Regions from separate parts of the Mus musculus genome. Here region 2 is linked to region 1. A link is a contact called in public Hi-C data. All regions are on one chromosome and are shown on one strand. The core of a region is the stretch at or near the end of the contact, and the rest is flanking DNA. Distances in the headings are between cores, read along the strand shown. Region 1 has its middle 21 kb from the start of Hormad2. Region 2 overlaps Ascc2 (activating signal cointegrator 1 complex subunit 2).

The links. Hi-C and Micro-C count contacts between places; a contact is called where the count stands out from the background.
Region 2: a contact with region 1 is called in a Hi-C map of bone marrow-derived macrophages, with 27 read pairs. The contact joins two enhancer-like sites. A contact is called at or near these places in 1 of 15 datasets of contacts at CTCF or cohesin (large pre-B cells), 2 of 484 Hi-C or Micro-C datasets (bone marrow-derived macrophages and nephron progenitors) and 3 of 115 datasets of contacts at active chromatin or transcription factors (embryonic stem cells and stem cell-derived neural progenitor cells).

What each region holds. Positions count from the first base shown.
Region 1 is chr11:4,458,736-4,465,397 of GRCm38.p6, forward strand. No RefSeq gene overlaps it. Among named protein-coding and RNA genes, the nearest start is that of Hormad2, 21 kb to the left of the region's middle. Within about 2 kb of position 2,031, at least 21 of the 459 cell types and tissues checked have an H3K27ac peak or open chromatin away from gene starts, as enhancers often do. A contact at or near this core is called in bone marrow-derived macrophages, where this site is marked.
Region 2 is chr11:4,672,340-4,678,985 of GRCm38.p6, forward strand. Ascc2 (activating signal cointegrator 1 complex subunit 2) reads left to right here. Exons shown (of 20, transcript NM_029291.2): 14 at 1-158; 15 at 989-1,108. Among named protein-coding and RNA genes, the nearest start is that of Gm51883, 25 kb to the right of the region's middle. Within about 2 kb of position 2,447, at least 62 of the 459 cell types and tissues checked have an H3K27ac peak or open chromatin away from gene starts, as enhancers often do. A contact at or near this core is called in bone marrow-derived macrophages, where this site is marked.

The DNA.
Region 1 (6,662 bases), core at 781-3,280:
CAACCTCATATTAACCAGCCTTTGGAAACTCCAGAGTATACTTACGGAGAAAGCAAATGAAGAGACAAATAGCAGGTTAGAATCATTAGGAAAACAGCTTGGACCTCATGACCCTCCGGAGTCTCACTGAAGCGAGGTGGTTCCCCTTTGTGACAGGTTGACCCCTGGCTCTGACTCACCTCCCTTGGCTGCTTCTTTAGCACGTGCCTAGAAAAGGAATTAAAAGATTTTTCAGAGTGGAGTTTGCATTCCTAGTACCTTCCAGAGATATTTTCCTCTGTTCCACTCTTCCCCCCATGACATTTTGAAGGTTTGATGGTTTTGGTGCACAGGACATTTTTTCCTGTCATCTTTTCTTCAGTCGGAGACCATATTCTGACCAGCGGGTAGACAAAGACACAGCATGGCAGAGTCAGTCTCAAGGTGACCTCTGTCTCCACTTTCCTAGGATGATGGCACATCATCTCTATCTGAGAGCACAGCTAGAATTAGTGTTTTCTCATATGTGTTCAGCATCCAATTATAAGATGCAAGTGCAGAAAGATCACTTTTATCCTGCCTCAAACGACGCGCCCTCCCTCTCCCACAGGTACTCAGAAACTCTCCACGTTTTGTTACCTAAAGCCCTGTGAAAAATCTTTAAAGATTTTAATTATTTGAATTTACGTGTCTGTGTGCTTACGACACACACCGTACCAGTGTCACAGGGGTTGTGAGCTGCTCAGGGTGGGTATTGACCGTACCAGTGTCCAGGGGTTGTGAGCTGCTCAGGGTGGGTATTGGGAGCTGAACCGCCCCCCCTCTGCAGAGGCAGCAAATCTTTGAACCACCACCAAACCTCTGCAGCCCCTGAAGCTTGTCTTTAAAGGACTTGGAGAAACCTCTGCACTACTTAGTTAGTCACTAGTCTTAGTTAGGTCATGAACATTCTCCAAAACATCGCTAAACGGTCAGAAGTACGTTAGGGGTTTTCCCCCTCACAGATTATCTTAAGTTGTAAAACAGGAACAGATCTTCAAGCCATGGACCACAATAAAACCTTTTTATTTCCATAACACTTAATTGCATCTTCCTAAGTAACAATATTTTTAACGGCTTTTCCTTGGAGAAGAAAAAGCAGGTTGCCATTTCTCATTTCCACAACAGTGTCGTGAGTACAGGCGTTCAGTGCTCTGGGTAAGGTGAGGAGGAGGACGCTGTGGGGGTTCAGACTTGCTGGGAGCGAGTAAGCCCTGAGACAAGGCCTCTTTCTCAGACAGCTCCATCCAACATCTGTACTTCAGGCAGCTCAGAGCCGCTCAGAGCCAGGAAAAAATCCATCCCATAGTGCTTAATCATACACATCTCCCGGCTTGTAGATAAACTCCATTATCAAGAAAAGGCTCAAGTCCCACTTACTCCCTTCTGTCCCACTAAGGTGGCTTTTTAGTGTTGAGGACCATTCTGGGCACGTCTGTGATGTCCTTGTGCAGTCCTCTCCCTGTGGAGCACACGGATGAGAAACGTGCCTCCCTGTGCCAGAGAGTTTACAACGTCTCCAGTTCTTTTTTATGGAGGACACCAAGAGGATTCAGAGTAAGAGATGGGCAGGGGATGGGGATGGGAAAGGGGGAGGGGGAAACCCGTGGAAGGGAAATTGTCACCTAAGTTAAGCAGTTCTGATGGGAAAGGAGGTATCCTGGCAGTTAGGGAGCCAAGGAATACCACCAAGTCACACTGCACAATAAAACCTCATACAAGAGATTGGGAGGGGAAACTCAGGAGGGCAGCTGCCTCTGCTCAGGTGAAAAACGGCAGAGAATTGGGCAGACAGCGGGGCTTATATAGGATTTGTAAGGAGGTGGAGCTTTCCATGGTAGCAATTTCCAGGGTGAGGAGTGGTGGGGTTTTAGGTCCTGAGCTGCGGGAGCCTGTGGATCAGTGAGGTTTCCTGTTTAGGGATTGGTGGGATTTTTTTTTTCTTGTAAGGTGTGGCCTGGCCACTCTCCCAGGGCTGGACATAATTTTACAGTTACAGCAGTTAGAAAACACCCTTTAGGACTGTTAGGGAAGTCTGGGCTACTGTAGCGTCTCAGGAGGAAGTGGGCAGAGGGTGGCACTGGCCACTTTCCTGCCTTGAGGGTTTACTGTAAGTGTTCCTGCTTGGATGGAAGGGTAACGTGGGTCTTGAAAGTCCAAGAAGCACATAGCTCTGAGAGGACGTTTCTTCAGCAGAGGCAGTGCAGCTCCCAGGGAAGGGACCCCAGCTCAGGAGCCTCCGCCCTGCCCCACTTCTTCACATCTTCCTTTCTTCTCTTCATTGCTTCTTGGCTTCTTCTGATGAGAACGCCACACCAGTCAGCAAATCTCGTGAAAGAGGTTTATTGGCGGGTCCAGGGTATGGAGAAACAAAGACAGGGATGGTTGCCTCTGCTCCTGGGAGCAGATGGCAGGAAGCTGGACGAAGGGCGTGGCTTATATAGGATTGCTTAGGGGCGGAGCTTTTCAGGGCAGAGACTTGCAAATTGAGGACTGATGGGATTTCAAGTCCTGAACTCAGGAGTTCAGGGTGGCAAATCCTTCTCTGCTGAAGGTAGCTTTGGCTGAGGCGTCATCTCTCAAACTGCTTGGGAACTCTGGAGAGGAGGTACTACCACGGTGGACAGCTCCTGGGCGAGCGATCACGCGGTGGTCGTTCATGAGTCAGGAAAGAAGGTGGACAGCTCCTCATGAAGGCGGCAGGCGGAGGCCTTGCTGCTTTGACCCTTGCTGCCATTTTTGCACCTTATAGGGTGGCCTTAGGCTGGGACAGGAAGGAGGGGACAGCTTTTGCCATGCAGTTTAGGGATTACTTTTTAAACAGTTATAAAGCTTACAAAGTATACAAAGTTTACAAAGGGGAGTCCTCCCCCGCTGCTTGAGTTGGGATGAGTATTCTAGGCCTTAGAATACTGAATGCTACTGACCCGCGTAAATCCTAAGGGATGAGGAGTCTTATGCTCACCTTGAGATGATGGCGCCCACACTGAGGGTGAGGAATTAAAGCCCAGAAGGGCTATGTCTCCAAAACCAACTAGTTAGCAGCACTGTCTAACTAAAACTCAGTGCGGTGTTCTTAACTCTGCTCCTTTGCATACCTCAACAGCCATTCTCATTCTAACTCACTGAGTGAGGAACTCAAGTGTCTGAATAGCCTGTGTTCCTTTACAGAAGCCCCTAAAAGGACACCCCTCCCTGGACCTTCCATTTCTGGCTTGCTTTCCTCCCCATCTCCAATGCTGGCCTAATGAGTCCTGGCATATCGCACCTCTCTGACCCTGGCCCCTCTACACATCATCTATGTTAAGGACACAGTGAGGTTGGTCAAGACAGTTTCCCATCTCTGACTGCTCACTGTAATCATCTCTGCAGTCCCATTTGAGTTAGAAAACAGCATATTCAAAGGGTTTGAAGGATTAGGAACTGTTCACCATTGGAAGGCCATTATTCTAACTTCATCAGGTAGAACCTGACCTGTATTAGGATGGCCACAGGGGGCTGAAAACTGCCACCAAGTACTGTCTTCATGGGAACTGGCTGGAGCACCACGGAAAACAGGGGTGAGCACTCCTATTCACACTGTGTCTTCTAGTGCTCCCTAGTCTGTCTAGTGCTCCCTGTTTTTCTTCCTGATTAGGAAGCCAGCCCAACAGAGAGTTTTGCGTGGCAGAACAGAGTTTAGAATGGGAGGTCTGAAGGAATGATACAGCTTTGTAAGCAACAAAGACAGCGGTTTTTAGTGCATGAAGATGCTCCTCCTCTTACGGTGGGGCTGTGTCTCAGCAAACCTATTTTATGCATGGTTGCTTTCTCTCACAAAGGTAAAGATGCCTGGGACCTAGGTAAAATACCTCGGAGTGGCTGAGATGAGCATTCTGTACATCACTAGCCCATAGTAACATTCAGAAGAGAGCAGTTGTTACTCAGTGGGCATCATTTTCACACCGTCATCCTAAAGCTGAAAATGTCAAACCAATGTAAGCTGGGATGGTCTGTGTGTTTAACTGGAAGTTTATAATTCAGCCTGGTAGTGGTAGCACCCGGTGTAGGATAAAAAGACCAAGGAAAGAACACACTGACCTAGACTTGACCCCAAGACCAGGGCTAAGAAACAGAATTCTACCAACCCCTGAGCTTGTCACAGAAACCCACCAATCCCTGAACTCAAAACCCGACTAATTCTAAGCTCACCCAACTCAGGACTTGAAATTCCACCAATCCTCACCCTGGAAAGCTCCACCCCCCACTCCCACCCCCACCCCCAAGAAATCTCACATAAACCTTTCTCTTTGCTCAGCTCCCTGCTGCTTCTCACAAGAACAGAGGCAGCCGCCCTCCTGGGTTTTCCCCTCCCAGTAAGTCTCTTGTGTGAGGTTTGTTGTGTGGTGTGACTTTGTGGTAGTCCTTGGCTCCTGACTGCCAGGATAGCTCTCTGAGTAAAGTGGCAACACTTGAGCAGAGCTTTTGCTGTGCTGCAGCTGAAGCAAAGCTGTGACACTTCTGTAGGGGAAGCCTTTCCCTGCAGAGCTGCAACACGCACATCTAGCATTCAGGAGGCAGAGGCAAGCCTATCTCTGAGTTCAAGGCCAACCCAGTCTACAGAGCAAGTTCCAGGAAAGTCAGAGCTCAAGAAGAAACAAAACAAAACAAAACAAAACAAAACAAAACAAAACAAAACGCCAACAACAAAAACAAAGGAAGGAAGAAATTCATAACTCCAACATGCAGTTATTTTTAAAAACTATAAGAAAAAGTAATCCCAGCTGACTATAGTGGCACACGCCTGCAGTCTCAGCGACTCAAGAAACTAAAGCAGGGAGATTACAGGTTCGAGTCTAGCCTGGGCAACTTAGTGAGACCTGATTTAATATGAAAAAAGAGAGGTGTGTGTGCTGGAGATGCAGTTCAGTGGGAGAGAGCTTGCCTAGCACATGGGAAGCCCTGGGTGTGCCACCCACAGGGTGTGAACAGTAAGCCAGCCCCAGGAACACTCCGCACTGCATAGATCTGCATGTACCATTGTGGCACAGCAGGTCTGTTGACAGCAGCACCAGCCCAAACAGTTGACTAATGCATTGTACAGTGATGGTATGATGACCATGATATAATTAGGCAATAGGAAAATTTCAGTTCCATCCTAATTCCCTGGGACCACTGACACACTCTGTCTGCCATTGCCCAGGATGTCCTTATGCCACACATGACTGCATACAGTGATGAGGGTGGGGTCCCTATAGAGGAGAAAGCACAGATTTCTTAAAAACCAAAATGATGACATTACCAATAAGAAAACCCATGAAGATGGTTTTTATGGGCAGAGGGGTTCACCAAAAGCATGCTGTCTTAGTCAGGGTTTCTATTGCTGGGAAGAGACACCATGACCGCAGCAACTCTTATAAAGGAAAACCTTTAATTGGGGCCAGCTTACAGTTTCAGAGGGGTTAGTCCTTATTGTCATGTGGGAAACATGGCAGGATGAAGGCAGACATGATGCTGGAGAGATAGTTGAGTTCTATGTCTGGATCGGCAGACAGCAGGAGGAGAATGAGACACTGGGCCTGGCCTGGGCCTCTGGAACCTCAAAGCCCACCCCTCAGTGGCCACACCCACCCCAAACAAGGCCACACCCACTCCAACAAGGCTTTGTCTCCTAATCCTGTCAAATAGTGCCACTCCCTCTGAGCCTATCAGCACCATTTTCATTCAAACCACCACAAAAGCCAATGTCAAAAATGGACTCATTTGAGCAACAAAAATGAAGTAGGATGTAAATTTGTTCTTAGAATTAGAAAAGATGGTATGACACAGGGCTATTAAGGAGATGATTATATGTAAAGACAGGATCATCCATCTCTGAAAGACTGGCAGTGTCAGCGCATCAGTCCTGAATGGCAACCCAGGTATGAAGTAAACACCACAGGCATCTATTTTGACTTTAATAAATGACTGTGTAAATCAACAGAGGAAGCAGCAAATCCCCTGTGCAGAGGCACTCCAGACAGACACATCGGTTTTTCTTAGGGCATGGAGACTTTTCTCTGTGACTCCTGCATTAGGGAGGCAGTGATGCCGGATCAGGTGTTCAAGGTCATCTTGAGCTACAGAGTGAGTTTGAGGCTACTCTGGCCTGGGTGAGACCTCCATCACTAAGTATGGGCTTCCAAAGGGAGCGGTGTGAGCTGGGAGTATGGTTGGGGGTGCAATACTTGCTGAGCATGCTCAGTCAAGGCCATGAGTTTGGTTCCTACCCCTGCCCCCAGGACTGCAGGAAATTATTCACAGTTCAAAGCTTCTTTTTTTAGGTGCTGGGGCTTGATCTGAGCACCTTGCAGATGTACTAGCACTAAGCCAAGCCAAGCCTAGAAAGTTCAGAGAGACATTAAGTCACCAGAAAGTTTTCTTCTTTTACAAAAATATATGTGCATTTGAAAAAAATTAAAATGTGACTATTGCTTAGTCCAGAAACACTGTTTTTCATAACTTCCGATTAAAAGAGTCCTGAAGCATACAAAAGAATGTTAGAGCATAGGACAGCAATGGGTCCTCTGTGTACAGGGTGAGTGCTGTCCAGCGAGGGGCATCTCCTGATGATCCATGCATGCCCTTCCTGGGGTGTGCACAGGATTTGTGGATGCTTTACCAGG
Region 2 (6,646 bases), core at 1,197-3,696, 210 kb after region 1:
CTCATCTCCCAAGTGAAGGACCTGCTGCCAGACCTCGGCGAGGGCTTTATTCTGGCCTGCCTGGAGCACTACAGCTATGACTCAGAGCAGGTGATCAACAACATCCTGGAGGATCGGCTGGCCCCTGAGCTCAGTCAGCTGGACCGAGGCCTAGAAAGGTGGGAGAGACAGATGGGAAGAGGTCCTCAAGGCAGGAATCCCCTTACCCTGCCTTCCACTCTTCCCTAGACTGGGGGCTCAATCTGAATCTTTCACATCAGTGTCTCCAGCAGTTTGAACTAATGCCCTCTTTAAAGAAAGTAAACCCAGGGCCCCCCAAGGTTCTCAGCACACAGCTGGATGTCCCTTTCTTGCTAGAGACTAGCAGTGTGGCAAAGGACAGTGACACACCTCCAGCTCTAGATCTGTGCCATCCTTAGCACATTCCCAAATTCTGAGTAAGGACAGCCAAGCCATTCACTTTCTCAGCACTGAACCTCTTGGTTTGGGCCCACTGCTACCCCAAAAGCCTCAGGAGACAGCAAGCACACACACAGGTGGATGTTTCTTCCTTTAACAAATGATGTTTGCCAAATGAATGAGTGAAGTTAGCTTTGTGCCTTTGGGCACATTCCTCAGCCTGTATGTGTTCCATTTTACAGATGACAGTGCTGAGGGTATAGTAGAGCATGGGCTTAGCTTACGTGAGGTTGTACATTGCATTCCTAGTACCAAAAGCAAGTGCCACTACCCCCCAGAATAAGAGGATGAATGACCTATAACTCCCTGTCTCATAGGGTCATGGTCCACAGGGAATAAGAGTGAGGTGTGCTGTGGGATCTTGACAGGAGCCAGGTTAAGGAGAGTCTAACTAAAGGATGTAACTCATGTCCCAGGCGCACTTTTAAAATGGAGCAAACAGTATGATGGGAAGACAGTGGGACCTGGGACACAGACAGGTGTTAGCTAGCAGGGCTTTTTTAATTGATTTCTGTGCTGTGGCCTCCAGACAAGTGAAGCCGGACCCTACACCCCTGTTGTCATCTCGTCACAACATCTTCCAGAACGATGAGTTTGATGTGTTCAGCAGGGACTCGGTGGACCTGAGCCGAGTGCACAAGGGCAGGAGGTAAGCGTGGCAGGACATGGGCCCTGCCGTCTAGTTGTGGAGGCAGATAGGGGAAGAAGGCCCTTGACAGGACAAGCAGTGTGTCTTCCTCCTGGAGAATGCCACCACTCTCTTTTCTAATTTCTTTCTATTTTCTTTGTATGGCTGCTTTCCCTACATGGATGTGCCCATAGATGCACCCAGACAAGTGCCTAGGACTGGAGTTACAGACAGTTGTGAGCTGCCATGTGGGTGCTGTGAACCAAACCTGGGTCCTCAGCAAGAGCAGCAAGTGTGCTTAACTGCTGAGCCATCTCTTCAGCACTGCAGGGGCCCCCTGAAGCCTGTCCCTGTACACTACTGCCAGCCTACAAGAGCAGGTTCTTAACAATGTTCTCTAGGTCCAGCTGTGTGGGGGCAACTCTTAGTGATATCTCCTTGTGGTAAAGGCCAGAGGGCCAAATCTGTCCCTTGTCCCTCTTATCCTTTGATATGTGGCCTGTCGACTCTGTGGGTGGAGAACTGGACAGTGCTGCAGGTTGTGACAAAACAAGAAAATTAAGCCATGTAAGTTTTTTCCAAAGATGAAAAAATTCTGTTTTAAGGCTTTCTTTCTTTGTAACTTAGCTCCTTCCTACTCTCTCAGCATGGAAAAGTCCATTCATGACCTATTCATTACGTCACCAAATACTTGCCTAGTGCTTATTGCCCTGGGTTAATTTAGAACTCTAGCTGTAGTAGAGAGCAAAGCAGACACTGCCTGCGTCCATGTGAAACTTGCATTGTTCAGCTCACCAAACAAGCATTACAGTGGGCAGCCTCCGGGGCTCCTGCTAGAGGTGTCAGCCTAGAAGGGAAGGCTCCTCTGAGAAAAGGACAGAGGGCTGAAAGATGTGTCAAGGTGGCTCTGCACACCAGGAGGGAAACTTCCCAGGCTGAGTGAACAACAGGGACAGTGGCTTCAGGGCCAATGTGAGCATGGTAAAGATGCCATGAGCTCATTAGTGTTACATTTTATAAAGGTCGCCCAGGCTGGGCACGGTCACTCCTGCCTCCAGTTCAGCCCCTAAGGAGAGCTTTCATGGCTGCATAGTGAGTTCCATCTCAATCTAAGTGAGACCTTATCTCAAAAAGGAATAAATCAAGTACTGGGCTTTGGAACTCTTTTTCCTGGGAAGAAACTGATGCCAAGAGTTCTGCTCAAGTGCAGCCTGTGCTGTCCCCCAGCATAGTGTTAGAGGCAACAGTGCAGAAAGAAAGGGAGGAAGTCAGCTGTCAGTCTTGTGCCCTAGGGCTGTGTGCTGCCTGAAGCCTGTGGCTGAGGGCTCAGCAGACCCAGGGCAACTCTGAAGCCATCTGGCTTGCTGGACAGGAAGCCCTGGCACATTGCTTAGTCACTCCTATTGTGACACCCCTGGATCCTCCCCACCCCCAGCAGATCCCTCTTGGTGGCTGTTGTGTGGAAAGTCAAACAGGGTCTCCAAGACCAGCAGAAGGCACAGGGAGACTGATCGGTCTGTTCCCCCACATTACTTAGCATCTCTGAACACAGGTTTTCCATTTGACATTCATCCTTAGATCCACCTCAGTCACTGCTCATCCTCGCCCAATTGTAGGTCACCTCCGAGCGCTTGCGAGTGGGTTGCTCTCAGCTGCCGGGGTCATGAGAAGGGCTGAAGCAGCCAGGTGTCCTGAATGCTGTGTCCTAATCCTGTGGCCCTCTGGCTGCCAGCAGAGCCTGGATGATGGGTGTTTACCAGTCCCACTCTGCTGGGCAGCCCAGGGGCAAGGATTGTAAAGAGGCAAAACCTTCGTTCATGTGTTCAGTATTTATCCACTCAGCAAATATTTATTAAGTGCTTTACTAGCACGAGATCCTGCTGAGGCACCAGGAAACCAAGGTGAGCAGGGCACCCTGGCTTTGCCAACAAAGGGCAGAGACCGTGGGAAAGACAGATCATCAAATAAGCAGGTGCACTTGAAGTTCAACAGGGACATCTGTCTTGGTCAGGGCAAGGTAGAAGGGCGAGGGCCCTGCACTCAGGTAGCAGGTGGAGACTGAAGTAGCACAAAGGCACACCTGTGTACATATGCACTGACTGTTGAATGCGCTTGACAGCGTTGGTAACAAGTGGGTCTGGACTGTCCCTACACACAGAGCTAAAGAGGGGCAGAGGTGAGGCTTGCTCACCCGTGGTTCTTCATTGGTAACAAGCACAAGGTGGATCTTTTCTCTGTTCTGGGACTCTAGCTTGGGGGCTCTTAGGGGGAGGTTTGGGGGTTCGGTTACTTTGACTCTGCCTACTAGAAACCATAATGCCAAGGGGGAGTCCAGATGGACACTCTTATCTCTTTTATCTTTTGTTTGTTTTTTGGAGATGCTAGGGATCAAAGCCAGGGCCTTGCACATGCCAAGCCAGTGCTTTCCCAGTGCGCCACCTCTCCAGCCCTGATCTCTTATGGAGACTAGCAGACCTTGCCCAGAAGCTTCCTGTCTTCTCATGTGTCATCAACAGGACTGCGCCAGCCTTTGGCCCTCTGAGATGGAGTGCAAAAGTGGATGATCTAAGCCTGAGTCTCAGCAACTGGGCCTGGCTCGTAGTCCCAGCACACGGGAGACTTTAGAGCTTGAGGCCAGCCTGGGCTGCATCGTAAGGTCTTGTTTCAAAATAAGCCAATAATAACAACAACAATAATAATAAAAAGAAGAGGAAGTCTGTTAGAAGACTGTCTAGACTAGAGGGCACTTGGCTTGAACACTCAGCACCTTGCCACCAGTGTATCACAGCCAGTGACGGAAGCTGTGTGTACAACATGTGACCCTCTAATCCCTTTGAACTGTTCTATAGAAAGCAGGATGATAACAAGAGTCCCCTCAACAAAGGTTCTATGGCCAGATTTTCTGCCTCTTGGAGAGTCAAAGAGTATCCTAGCAGGCAAAACTGAAACACAAGAAACGGATTCAGTGTGTTGAGTGCAGCAAATGCAGGTCCCTGTCTGTCTTTTGTGTCTTCTTTGTTTTTGTTTTCTCTGTCTGAGACAGAGTCCAGTGTAACTCCAGGTAGCTTTAAACTCACTCAGTAGCCAAAGCTGCCCCTGACCTTGGTTTCTCCCTCCTCTGTGTCCAAGCACTGAGATGCCAGCTGTGCTTAGTGAGCCACTGTGCTCAGCTCCTACGCATCATTCATTCCCAGCCCCTCCCCCCGCCCCCCAGAGATGAGTGCTGAAAGCAGGAGGGAAAGGATTGGGTTGAGGGAGGGGAGGCCTTTGGTTTGAGACAAGGTCTCACTGTGTAGCCCTGGCTGGCGTGAAATTCACAGAAATCCTCCTGTCTCTGCTGCCTTAATGCTGAGTTCACCCTACCTCTACCCCCATTTTTTGTTTTTTTATTACACATGGTTGTGAGCTGCCATTTGAGTGGTGGGGACTGAACCCTGGTTTTTCACAAGAGCAGCCAATGCTCTTAACCATCTCTCCAGCCCTGCTAGTGCTAACAGGCATGCGCCATCACAACAAGCATAGACCTAAGATTTCATGAGGCCAGTGACCTGGCAGTGGTCACACAGCTTAGTGAATGTAGAGTCGAGTCAGGAGGCCTGACCCTTCTTTAGAAGCTGTGTGGACAGGCTCCTCCGCCTTTCTGAGTGCTATCGCTTCCTCCTAGAAAGCATGTGTGTGTGTGTGTGTGTGTGTGTGTGTGTGTGTGTGTGTGTTGTCTCCGCAGGACATAAGAACCTGTCTGCACTAGGCCTTAAGAGAACAGGGGTGAGTAGATGGGGAGAGGAAAGGTGACTGGTTTCAGGAGAGCTGTGCTTACTGCTACTTTGTAGGAAGCCATGACTCCACAGGCGTCTCTGGGTGAAGGCCTGGCTTATGACCGCATCTCTCCCAGCTGCTCTGCACCACTCTTCTCCTTGGCTGTGAATGTCGTCAAGAAGCCAAGTGCAGTGCCCTAGACAGACTCCCAGGCCCTGCTCTGCTGCCTGTTGCCTCCCAGGGTGCAGGGCGTGTCCACAGAGGGTGGCTTCCACATCTGGCCCTGCAGAGAGCCAGATAACTAGAGACTACTGGGGTGAGAGAAATCAGAAGTTGACGGGGAAACCTCTGGTTCTTAGTTGGTCCCTGGCCCAGCACAGAATCTGGTCTCTCAGGATGCATGACTGTTCTCGCCAGCTACCTGGATAAGCTTAGAGCCCTTTCATTTTTTTACCCCTTTCCCAACCTGGCAAAGAGAGCCAGGTACAGTGCCAAGGCCATTGTCACAGATCCACAGTCCCAATCCTGGTGGTTGGAAAAGATTCCTGGAGTGGTTGGATGGTTGGTGTTTAGTAGTTTTAAGACAAGGGCTTGGGCTGGTGAGATGGCTCAGTGGGTAAAAGCACCCGACTGCTCTTCCAAAGGTCCAGAGTTCAAATCCCAGCAACCACATGGTGGCTCTCAACCATCCATAATGAGATCTGATGCCCTCTTCTGGTGTGTCTGAAGACAGCTACAGTGTACTTACATATAATAAATAAATCTTTAAAAAAAAAAAAAAGACAAGGGCTCACGTAGCCTAAGCTGGTCTGTAGCTGATGTGTAGCTGTGTGGCTGTGCATGACCTTGAACCCCTGATCCTCTCGCTTCTTCCTCTCTGCGATCACAGGCATGTGCCACCATGCCCAACTTTGGATTTTGTATTTGAAATAGGGATCTCTGTAGCCTAAGTTGGCCTTTAACTCTTGGCAGTTCTCCTGCCTCAGCATCTATAATGCTAAGATTATAGCCATGAGTCACTATTGCCAGCTAAGATTCCTGTTTACCTAAGGTTTTTCTCAGATCTAAACCAAATACAGCATCCTTTCTGTCCCCTTGTGGGGCTCCTGGTACAATCAAATACCCACTTGTCATAGAGTTTCCTCACTTCTGCCCCCAGACCCATGCTGGGCACCAGTCAGGGCTCACTTCTGTCTCTTTCACATGGTACACCTACCTCCATTCAGCATATTTTGTGCCTTTCACCCACAACTCCACTCTGAGTACAGATATATGTCTGACCCATTTCTAAATCTCCTCCCTTCTCAGTCTTAGAATGCTACCTAGCATATAGTAGGCCTTTAATAAAGATTGTCATGGGGCATCAAAGCTTTACTGACCATACTGAGGCTACAATCCCACCGTGTCTCAGGCTCCTACAGACTCAGATTCCTGCCACCCACCCAGAGCCAGTTATTAGAAGGTCTGTGCAGAATCTGTGTCTTGTTTTTTTTGTTGGACCCTCTCCTCTTGATCCAGAGACCAGATCTCATTGCTAAGCTGAATCTCTTGCTTGGCATCTCTAATTGATTTTCCCCTGCAGGGCCAAAAACCACATTCCACAGGCCTGTGTACATGGCTGGCAAACCAAGTTTTTTCTACAGGTTTGCAAAGCCACAGTGGAGACCCGAGCCCCTGCTGACACTGATGTACAGTTCAGTGTGAGCCAAGTGTGTCCCTTCCCCCTCGGCTGCACCCATCTGTCTTCACTTACAGTGGCAGTTGGACCAGCAGACTTTCCTCCTCCCACGGTGCTCTTACTTG